Linked DNA regions of Sus scrofa: region 2 is linked to region 1. Evidence: chromatin contacts called from public HiChIP or PLAC-seq data. All regions are on one chromosome and are shown on one strand. Each heading gives the region's core, a stretch centred on a gene start, on an enhancer-like site or on the middle of the called end of the contact. The rest is flanking DNA. Distances are from core to core; before and after follow the strand shown.

Region 1 (5,692 bases), core at 1,507-4,006:
TGATCCTAACAGATTCCGATCCCACTTCCTAAAAAGGGCCCTAGATCATCAAACTGGCCCCTGATAGGAAAGGCCAGGAGTGTAGATCCTGAGGGTAAAAAGCCAACGTGACAGGAGCCTGGGGAGTGCGTCACAGCTGGAGCAGGAAGGAGGGTCACCTGCGGGCCTGCCGGGTGGGTCAGGTGTCCCTCCCATCCCCGCTCAGCTTCTTCCCCACTCGGAAGGTCACAGTTGCCTTCTGGCTGGCGGGACCCACTGCTGCCCGGCAACGCCAGGGTTGCCATGGGAACCACTACCTGGACAGTTTGTGGCTGAGGTACAAAAAGGACTGTGCTGCGATCGTCAGGCCCCATTTTCTGCAATCGGTGAAAACTACTCCCTCTGTTCCCAGGGGTGGAAGTGGGGAGAGAGGCGATTTCTCTGGAGTCCAGGGGACCCCACGATCCCAGGCCCAGCTCTGGCACCCACTTGCTTCAAGATGACCCTGCCATGCAGCTGGGTCACCTGTGAAACGAGAGAACGGTCCTATCCCTGCTTAAAGGAAGGGCACTGCTTGACTAGGGCTTCCAGAAGCTCTGGTTCCAGTACGGCTGCCAGCAGAAGTGAGAACAAACATCCCCGTGCCAGGCGGCAGATCTCCCTGGTTGTGCAAGCAGGCCTGCTGCCCGCCATACAAGGACTAGAGCCTGGAGTGGGGCAGACTCTGGGTCCCGTGCCAGGCAAAGCCCAAACCCGGACAGGACTGAAGGCGCGGGCTCTTGGCTCCATCCCCCACATGCCCGCAGACCAAAGCCTTCAAGTCTCTGGTAGCTTCCTCTCCACTGCCACGCGAGGACAGGAGTCACGGCGGCCTCCTGGGGCCCCCAGCTTACGGCGCAGACTGAGCGCTTCCCCACAGAGAGGCCCTGCGTGAGGAAGGGCAGCCCCTCCGTCGATGACAACACTGAGGTCTGGAAAGCCTGGGTGGGGTGGATGGCAGGGGGTGGGCTAGGGCTCAGGGACCGGGGAAAGGGTGCTGATTTGGAAATTTGAGGAAAACAGGCCCCTTTCTCTCTCCCTGGCTGCTACTCACAGTCCAGGGTGGGGGTCTTGGCCCCTGCTTTAGCGGCTGGCCCTGGAGTTCCTTGTCTGTCTCTTTCCCAGGCCCGAGCCTCCCTGTGTAAAGCTCCCAGCCCCTCTCCAGCCCCAAGGCCTCTCAGGAGATCACCCTTCTGCATCCCCCAATCTCCCCATCAACCACAGGCCCCTGGGGCAGGACCCACTGCAGGGCCTCCTGTGCAGAGTCCCAGCGCAGCAAGCCTTTGCCCAATGCACTTATGACTGGAGGCCAGTGAGAAAGGAACAGGAGAGGACCTGGCAGCCATGGTCAGGGGGCCACTTCTAAAGGCTCTCGGTGCCCAGTTAGAGGGTTTGGCAAGGGCTTCCTCCTCCACTAAACTGCACAACGTGACAAGCAGAACACCAGCTGGATTTAATCCTACCAGGCACTTTTGGTCAGTGCACAAGCAGCACAACTGTCCATGGCAGCCCTGGGTGTGAGTCAAGGCCATCTTTGCTGGCTGTGCTTGGCATAAGGAACAATCACCTCTTGATTCTGTCTTAGGAATTTCAGGATGAAAAAAGTACAGCAACATCTTTTTATTGAGTTCTCTACCACACTCCGGGTTTGCTCAGACTAGACCCATGCATCTCTAGTGGGGAACCACTAGAAAGCCAGAAGAGAAGGGCTCTTGGAGACAGCTCTGGCCCAACCTCCCTCCTTGCATAGACGGGGAAACTGAGGTCCAAACAAGGTGCTTCGCTGTCCTGGGAAAGAGGGTTAGCCTGGGTGGTGTCTAGAGTTTGATTCTGATGCTCTCCGGAATTTAGATCCTGAGCCTGCACTGCTGACGTTCTGCCTCCTTCTCCCAACTTTGCAGTGTGGGCTTGTCCAGATTTGAGCCTCCTGATCAGTAATAGAGGGCTATCACTATCATCTGCAGAGTTTTAAAAAGACAACAGTTTCATCTAGTGCATATCATCCACTCTCCACTGAGTGCCTGCTGCGTGCTAGCCTCTCCCCGCCTGCCTGCCGGCCTTCCTTCCTTCCTTCCTCCCTCCTTTCCTTCCATCCTTCCTTCCTTTCTTGGCTGCCCCACGGCGTATGGAGTTCCTGGGCCCTGGACCAGATCTGAGTCACAGCTTAATGCACTCTGTGGGGCCAGAGATCTGACCTGGTCCCAGTGCTCCAGAGACACAGCGGGAACTCCTAACCTCTGTATTCTAATTATCATGACAAGGCCATTATCCTCATTTTAGAGGCAAGGAAACTGAAGCTCAGAGGGTTTAAGTAACTGGCCTGAGGTTCTGACCAGGTGCCTCCAGGCCGGGAGCCTGCACATCAGAGACCTTGTGTTTAGCAGAAGTGGCGTGGAGTGGAGGGAGGGCTTCAGACCAGAATGCACTCCATGTGCCACACGTGGCCTCCTCGGTCCCCAGGCAGGCCCCTGCTGCCCTGGGAGAGGGCTTCCTGGGCAGCAGGGCTATGCTCGCCTCCCTCTGGTCTTTCCTGCGCATACACTCTCCCTTAGAGCGTGACAATGCCACATCAGGACATGACCATGACACCCAGGCCTGACTCTGGCCAGAATGAAGCCCCAGAAAGCAGGGCACCGGCCTTCCTTCTGTCCCGGGCCCAGGGCCTTGCCTGGATCAGGCCATGTGCTGGACGAGGTTGGCTACTACTGAGAGCATTCTCCCTGCACCCGCGTCAGCAGCCACATCTGCAGAACTGCCACGACATCGTTCGAGCTGTAACAAAAGCTTCCTTTTCTTGGACGGTGCTCTTCCTTATTTAGCAACCGTGCAGATGAGGCATCCAGTCTGGGAAAAGGAATCCAGAACGAGCTGTCACCACGCAGACGGGGACTATTTATAGGTTCAGATGCCAAAACAGAGGGGGAGACATCGGACAGATGTGCGAAGTGCCAAGTGTCAGGGAAGACTAAATAAAGGGTAAGCACATGGGGGAGGTGTCTGTGGAGAAGGAACGGGCGGGGGTGGGGGAGAGATGCTGAGCCCGCCCCCCGCGGCTTGAACGACCCACAGGGAACAAGCCTCGACGTCCACGTCCGTCGGGGAGAGCAAGCCGCCAGCTCCTCTGCTCAGATTGTGGGGCAGGCAGGCTTCTTTTTGACATAATGGACCCATCCTGAAAACCACGGCTCTCTCTGGGAGCAGAAGGGACAGGAGGAAAGGGAGGTGGCCCAGGTACCACCCTGATGGTGACAACGGCCCCAGGTGCCAGGGGGCAAGCCATCAAGAAACTACCTGGCCCAGAAGACAACCCAGCTTCAACTTCAGGAGCTTACAAAGTTTGTCCCCACCCTCGAGAGTTTGGGAACTTTGGTCTGTCTGTGACTGCCGCTTATGAGAGCTCTGAGACCCAGGGAGCTTAGGCAGCTGGCCGAAGGTCACAGAGCTGGGAAGTGGTACCAGGATGTGACCGTAGGGGACCCTGACTCTGCAGCCCGAGCTCTTACCCAGCACGCTGGGCCCTTGGCTCTCTAGACCTTGTTGTCCCGTAGAAATATAATGCAAGGCATATGTGCAATTGCACATTTTCTCACAGTCACGTTAGAAAGAGGAAATAGAAACAAATGCAAATTAATCATTCTCACAGATCCTATTTCACCCAACACATCCAAAATCGCATCATTTCAACAAACTGTAAATACAAAAAATTCCTGAGACATCTCACCGTCTTTTTTTTTATATGATGTGTTCAAAATCTGGTATGTCCTTAGCACAGCTCATCTCAATTCAGACTCACGACATCCACAGTGTTTAGCAGCCTCATGTGGTTCCTGGTTGCTGAGGCTGATGGCACAGCCTTACGCAGTGTTCCCAGTCAGGAGCTGGTCTGTGCCCCAGGGCACATCTGGCCGTGAGTGGACATCTTAGCTTGTTAGGAGGGGACGGGAGTGGTACCACTGGCATCTAGGAGGCAGAGGCCCGGGATACTGCTAAACATCCCAGAGCACACGGGACAGTGCTCTGCAGCCAAGGATGCCCAAGATTCCAATGTCAAGAGCACTGAGCTTCCGAAACCAGAGAGAGAACCAGCATGAGCTCCTGGGACAACCGGTGGGAGCCCTGGAGCCCTGCGAATGCCAGCCCCTAGAGCCACTTAGCACATAGCCGGCGCCTGACTTCAATGCTGGGATGGAACGAATGCAAGCAGGAGTGTCACCCGGACTCAGGGTCCTTGAGCTCAGCCTCATAAGAATCACATTACAGCCTCTTCACCAGCAGTACAGAGACACCAAGAGCCACTTCCTGGGTGTGGAACCAAGAACAAGGGATGGGTCTCAAGTCAATGGACATTTCACTTGCTTTGAGATGCTACTGAAACACCTGCTGGTGGACAGCCAGCCAGCTGGCCTCAGGACTCAGCTTTCTTCTCCCTGGCCCTGTTGTAAGCATCTTGGGGCAGGCTTGGCCCTTGCCACGGGGAGCCTGCCGTTCCAGGGAGCAAGTGCAAGGAGGGGCTGGTAACAAGGCTCTTGATTTCAGCTGTAAGTCAGACTGCATCCCCCAGATCAGTCTATCGGGGGAAAGCTGATGTTCTTTTTTTTTTTTTTTTTTTTAAATGGGCTCACCCATGGCATATGAAAGTTCCTGGGCCAAGGACTGAATCTGAGCTGTAGCTGTGACGTACACCGCGGCCAGCTGCAGCAACGCCAGATCCTTTAGCACCAGGCTGGCTATCAAACCTGTGCCTCTGCAGTGACTGGAGCCACTGCAGTCAGATTTTTAACCCACTGTGCCACAGTGGGAATTCTTTTTTATTTTTAATTTAAAACTTTTTTAGGGGTTCCTGTTGTAGCTTAGCAGTAATGAACCCAACTAGTATCCATGAGAGCGCAGGCTTGATCCCTGGCCTCGCTCAGTGGGTTAAGGATCCGGCGTTGCTCTGAGCTGTGAAGTAGGTCGAAGATGCGGCTCGGACCCTGTGTGGCTGTGGCTGTGGCACAGGCCGGCAGCTGCAGCTCAGATTTGACCCAGAGCCTGGGAACTTCCATATGCCTCCAGTGCAGTCCTAAAAAGTAAAATTTTTAATTTTTATGAGAAAGCTGATGTCCTGATCCTTTATTTCCTCACTGCTTCTGAGGGCAGGAGTGGAAGAAAGGGTATTATTTATAGAACCCCTGTGGGCATAGGGCCAGATGCGCTCCTGAATCACTTCAATGCCCGGTAGAAAAGGGACACCACTGCTGCTGCCACAAGAGTCATCTCCGTGGGTACAGGGAGGTTCCGGTGACCTGCTGGGGGTCAGGGCTCAAAGCTCTTGGGCAATTAGTGTCACAGCGTCTTAGGTTTCTCCAGGCCGTCATCTAATTCAAATCCCCCTTTAGCTACCAGGTGGCACTTTTGCTGCCCAGTAAGAAGAGGAGACGTCTCTCGAAGCACAGAGGTGCAAATGGGCCTCCTGAGTCCCAAGGATGTGACTGCCACAGAGGCTGAGCATCTTACCCTTGGAGATCCGACATCTCTACCCCGGGCTCTGCCCTCCCTCCAGAGGCCTGGACCCAGGGTCCTGTTCATGTTGCATTCATCAAATGTTTGCTGAAAACCTACTATGTGCCAAGCACTGCTCCAGGCACCAGGGTGAATGTGTGGGCTTCTTTTTCCCTGGCCTGGTGGCTCCCTG
Region 2 (5,692 bases), core at 1,666-4,165, 150 kb before region 1:
GACGCAGCTCAGATCCCGTGTTGCTGTGGCGTAGGCCACCAGCTACAGCTCCGATTTGACCCCTAACCTGGGAACTTCCATATACCACTAGTTCGGCTCTAAAAAGACAAAAATAAATAAATAAATAAATAATAAATTAAATTAAAAAATGTACTTTTACAATGGCATCTTTCCCAAGTTGTGAAAGCCGATTCATACCTGATTCCTGAGTTTCTGAATCTCATCTTCTCGATCTTTAATTCTGCTTTGCAATGTGTTCTTTGTTCGATACAGATCTTCTTCCATGTAGTGAAATTCCTACGAAGTGAGGCACAAATAAACCAAAGCTAAATCAGTGCTCCGTAGTTCATCTCCAGTACCTGGAAGTACCTGCCTGACACAAAGCAGGCAGGCACTCGGTCGTTCTGTGCTGGGTATATACTGAATGAAGTAACGAACAGCCTTCAATGGATCCAACGAGAAGTTAATGCTTCGGCCTGACATGTCAATTTGCAGGTGATGACTCTGCAAGCACACGCCTTTATTGGTCATACATTTTTGTTTTTCTTGGATAGATACGTAGGAACAGAATTGCTGGATTATATGATAAGTGTATGCCTAACCTAGGAAGAAAATCTGCCAAGTTGTTTTCTGAACAGTTTTCAAAGTACCTGTACCATTTTGCATTCCCACAGCAAGATGAGAGGGTTCCGGGTCATCCACAGCCTTTCCAACATTTGGTACTGTCAGTCTCTGTAAGCGTGGCTGTCATAGTGGCTATGTGGTGGTGTCTCACTGCAGTTTCAACCAGCATTTCCCTAATGATTTTAAGCAGTTTTTCATAGGCTTAGTTTTAGCATGCAGTATCTTGCACCTGTTTTACTCATCAGTGATAAAAGAGAGGTAAGAAAGAAATACCTCCAAATTTACTAACAAGTACACCAAGCTGGCTTGTCCAAGGTACACAATCCGTGGCGTCAGACCGGAAGTAAAAAGTAAAGCACACGTCGGGGAAGAAAGAGTAAGTCATTAAGTATCTTCAAAGGCACCATGCTTAACTGTGCAGGCAAAGTAGAGGGAGACGTATGAAAAAGCAAACGTGAAATGGAATCAAACTGCTAGAGGCTAATTTAAACATTTATTTCAACCTGCTCATTTCAGACGGAAAAAACTGAGACAAGTGAAAAAAGAGAAAATGAGGAAGGGAATTAGGTAGGGGAGTAACAATTCACAAGAAGTTCTGCCCGGCTTCCTCTAAGCTCTAGGTTAGATTATTTAATCCCAAGATGAAGTATTTCCCATCCAGAACATCTGGTTACTAAATAAACAGCCTAGAGCTACACTTGGCTCCACTTTGCTTACTCACCTCCCTCAATTTAGAAAAGGGCACCGAAGGGGATGTGGTGAAACCATCGGCGGTAACACAGTGAAAGTTATCTCATTAACCATCAAGAACATCCATTCTTTGCCTTTTAATATGTAATAGCTCCTTAAATATGCTAAAATGCAATCTGTAAAAGGACAGCTAATCTTCTAACTAAATTATCTCCGACAGCCTAGGATGTGCCCAACAGGCTGCTACTTAGAGATTTTTTTCTCTAACTACTCAGAAAACAGAATCAAATGCCACTTTCATAAGAAAAACAAACATTTCTCTGAGAATAGAATCAGTTTCAGAAACAATACATCTTCATAAGAAAATATTTAAAGAATATAAATATGCAAAGCTAGAAATGCTATAAATGAGGCGCTGAGAAATATACAAATAGTCTTCTCTTCTGTAAAATGAAGAGAACAATGATTTTACTGTTTAGAGAGAATAAGATAATGCATTCTAAGTGCCTATAATATGCTGTTGCTCAGTAAATTATAGATGTTATTAATATTAAATACAGATTCTTATTCCAAAAATGTTACTGTAAACATGTTTAACTGTATTAATACTATTATACAAGTATATTAATGTAAAATAGTTTGGCTTGGGAAGCAATTATACTAATCAAAAGAAACATAACTTTAAACATCATTTATAAGCATTTTTTCAAACAGAAAGAGTAATCTATACAACTAATGCTGTATTTCTATTTCTATTAAGTAATATTTATTTATTTTGGTTTTTTTAGGGCCACACCCACAGTATATGAACGTTTCCAGGCTGGGGATTGAACTGGAGTTGTAGCTTCTAGCCTACGCCACAGCTCACAGAAACACCAGATCCTTAAACCACTGAGTGAGGCCAGGGATCGAACCTGCGTCCTTGCAGATACTAGTCAGTTTCATCACTGCTGAGCCATGACAGGAACTCCCTTAAGTAATATTTATTTACTACTGTTTTTAGAAAGTACAAATGAAATAAAATATGAAAATCGAGTGATGTTTTAAGTGCTCTATACATACACACTCTGACAAGGAGGTATAATAAAACACAGAACCGTGGAAAGAATCCTGGGTTCTGTTCTGGTCTCTAATCAGTTGTGTGATACTAGGCAAATCTCAAAACTATTTTGTGCCTCTATTTTTCATCTGTTAAAAAAAAAAACAATGAGGAAGGTGGGGCAGAAAGGCAGGAGGGATCTCTGAGCACAACCTCGAAGAATTTCTCTAAGCTGCTTCACTAGATGTCTCCTCACATGACCGCTAGTGGGCAGTCTTGCCTGGTCGTTATCAACCTTAAACTTCACCTGCTTCTGTCGCTCCAACTCGGCCTCGAGTTCTTGTTTAGATGCTTTCTGTCCAGCTATTTGGTCTTGCAGATCCTGTAGCCGTTCTCTTGCTGATTCTGCTTCACTAACCTGCTGAGCTTCCATGTCCTAAAAAGATGAATTTACATGTGAAGGCAATAATGAGCTATTCAGTCCAATATTTACTAAGCAATCACCAGGCGCTGTGAACAGGGCTCAGCAGGCACTGGAGGGGGAGAGGTGAATGAGACACAGTCACAGACTAAGAGAAGCACACAGACTTCACTATAAGACAGGGCAAACGGTGAAAGAAATGGACAGGATGGCACAGCAGGAACCACCGTTTGAATAAGTATGCGCAGACAGCGAGGCTCACTGGGAGATTTACCTCTCTATTCAAAAACTAATGATTTTGGAGTTCCTGTCATGGCGCAGTGGTTAACGAATCTGACTAGGAACCATGAGGTTGCAGGTTCGATCCCTGGCCTTGCTCAATGGATTAAGGATCCGGCATTGCCATGAGCTGTGGTGTAGGTCACTGACACAGCTCGGATCCTGTGTTGCTGTGGCTCTGGCATAGGCCAGTGGCTACAGCTCTGATTCAACCCCTAGCCTGGGAACCTCCACATGCTGTGGAAGCAGCCCTAGAAAAGGCAAAAAGACAAAACAAAACAAAACCACTAATGATTTCAAGAAGAATAGAGATATAACCTCAAAGAGGATTCACTGCCTTAGTCCCCTGAAACTGCAGATTATAATTAGCTTTTGTGTATGTGTGTATATCAGTAATCCAACACACAGTAAAAACAGAACTTTTCTCTCATATCACCTAAGGTTATTAGCACATTATTTTCCTTTTCAGCTCTATTACTACTATCTGTTTGCACCTCTTCCCACACTAACTTCTTCACTTGGTGTCACTATTCTCACTTCTTCAAACTCAAAAACCACCTTCTAGGTTTCCTGTGAAAGCCACCAGTAAACACAGCTCCGTGTCTCTACGTTTTCCCCACGGGGTAAGCATCCGTGCAGTCATGCAGTACCGCATGAGACAAAAACCTGCATCTTCATGTCGCTTTTCAGCTTTTGGTACCTTGTGTTACACACACTCATCTCCACAACCGCTGGCACTTGGCATGTTGTTTGAAAGAGATGACAGATTAGTGATACTCTCAGATGATCAGTGTCATCACACAATTTGGTGGACTTAGACGAGAACAGCAATAAGTTAAATTATCTTTCCCTACCACTTTCAGGTCAGCAGAAGGGGGGCTAATCTCTGTCATCAATTTAACTAAAGCACATGAATTCTTGAGAGGTAAGCAGTCTGCACAGTGGTTAAGGATACATATTCTAGAATCAGACAGACTAGCGTTCCAACCCTGGCTCTGCCACTTCACAAGTCATGGCAAGTTACTCTCCTCCACACCTGTGTCTCCTCAAACTGTAAAATGAGAACACGGTAGCGCCCTCGTGGGGTTAATGACAAAGAATAAACGACAGGATATATGGTGAGCGCTTCGTGAAGTGCTTGGCATATTAAGTGCTCGGTAAATGACAGCTACTAAAACTGTGAACAGTTCTTCCATGTTGCCAGACTTAATGCTATACTCTTTATTATCAACTTCACAAACTTTTTGAGAAAGGGTAGGAAAATGTGTCGGTGTCATCAGTGATGCTGGGGTAGGGATGCGATATAAATAAATCATTTCATAATTGCAACAAAAAGACCCTAAATAGGTATGAATAAGTGTAGCCTTTACTCAACTTCTAAATTTATGGAAACAAACTCTTTGGAATTGAAAATTATTTACAGAAAAAAGACCCTACTTCAAAGAATAATAAGGAACCCCCCCCCCAGAAATAACAGCAGCTGCTATTTACTCAGCCTGCTATGTGTCAGGAGCAATGCTCGGCCCTTTACACATATTATCTCTTGTTCCCAAGAGAACCAGGTTCTCTTCTTTTTTTTTGCCCCCTCTGCAACCTACACCATAGCTCACAGCAACGCCGGATCTCTGACCCACTGAGCGACACCAGGGATCGAACCTGCATCCTCATGGATATTAGTTGGGTTTGTTACCACTGAGCCACCATGGGAACTACTGAGAACCATGCTCTTATCTTCAATTTACAGATAAGAAAACTAAGACCCAGTGAGACGAAGTACCTGGTGCGAGGTAACCCACCTCTTAAGTGTGACATCGGGACCCGGGATCTGCATCTTGATCTGACAGTCAAACCTGAGCCCCAGACAAACCAGCCCACTCCCACCACCTCCACGTTTTCCACGATAGTTCACGTACATCCTACAAATCAGTAATGTGCTGAGCTATGCGAGGAAAACTATCTTGGCAGAAAGGTTTTTGTTTTAAAAACAGAAGGCTCATTACCCTGCACTTTATCTTCTCTCATCCTCAGAGACCCTCTTATATCAAAGACCCTTATGTCCAAGACGTATGTTTAAGATAAATAAGCAGCTCAATTTTACCTTTAAATATATGAATTACACAGAAACTATAAATTATTAAGATTATTCATGAAATTATAAAAGATCATCCCTAAGCCCGTTCTAATATTAGAAAACACCCTCTTGCTTTAGAAATTTGCCCAAACCTAATTTGTTTCATTCGAGTGAAAGATCCATAAGTATGGAGATGCTGTCTGGTTCCTTGTTCTAACTCTAAGCCTAGACTATGCCTACGCCTGGCAAATACTTGGTAAGTATTTGCTGAATGAATGAATCTGATTACCTATGTTTCTTATTCCTATAACGTGAAGTCAATCAATAGACAGGAGACCTATTGCTTTAGATTCATTTCTATACGGTAACTAGGATTCCCGAAGTTTCACACCTTATCTTACTAATACCCTCCCTGAAATGAATCAATGAATCTGTCATCTCTCAAACCACTAAGAGCTGGGGGTAAATGGCTGACTGTGAAGCTCAACTCTAATGAATCTTACCTGTAACTCGGATCGCAGCTGATGTATCTGCCCCATCAGTTTCTGAATTTCCTCCCTTTGCATCT

Evidence for each region. HiChIP or PLAC-seq counts read pairs in DNA pulled down with a chosen protein or histone mark.
Region 2: a contact with region 1 is called in an H3K27ac HiChIP or PLAC-seq map of alveolar macrophages. The contact joins two enhancer-like sites. A contact is called at or near these places in 2 of 47 Hi-C or Micro-C datasets (epiblast stem cells and mesenteric adipose tissue) and 1 of 2 datasets of contacts at active chromatin or transcription factors (alveolar macrophages).

What each region holds. Positions count from the first base shown.
Region 1 is chr7:114,106,400-114,112,091 of Sscrofa11.1, reverse strand. All of the region lies in intron 3 of RIN3 (ras and Rab interactor 3), which reads right to left. Among named protein-coding and RNA genes, the nearest start is that of RIN3, 74 kb to the right of the region's middle. Within about 2 kb of position 2,756, at least 24 of the 83 cell types and tissues checked have an H3K27ac peak or open chromatin away from gene starts, as enhancers often do. A contact at or near this core is called in alveolar macrophages, where this site is marked.
Region 2 is chr7:114,256,529-114,262,220 of Sscrofa11.1, reverse strand. It overlaps GOLGA5 (golgin subfamily A member 5), which reads right to left. Exons shown (of 13, transcript XM_013989218.2): 7 at 5,628-5,692; 8 at 2,661-2,789; 9 at 199-297. Among named protein-coding and RNA genes, the nearest start is that of GOLGA5, 22 kb to the right of the region's middle. Within about 2 kb of position 2,915, at least 8 of the 83 cell types and tissues checked have an H3K27ac peak or open chromatin away from gene starts, as enhancers often do. A contact at or near this core is called in alveolar macrophages, where this site is marked.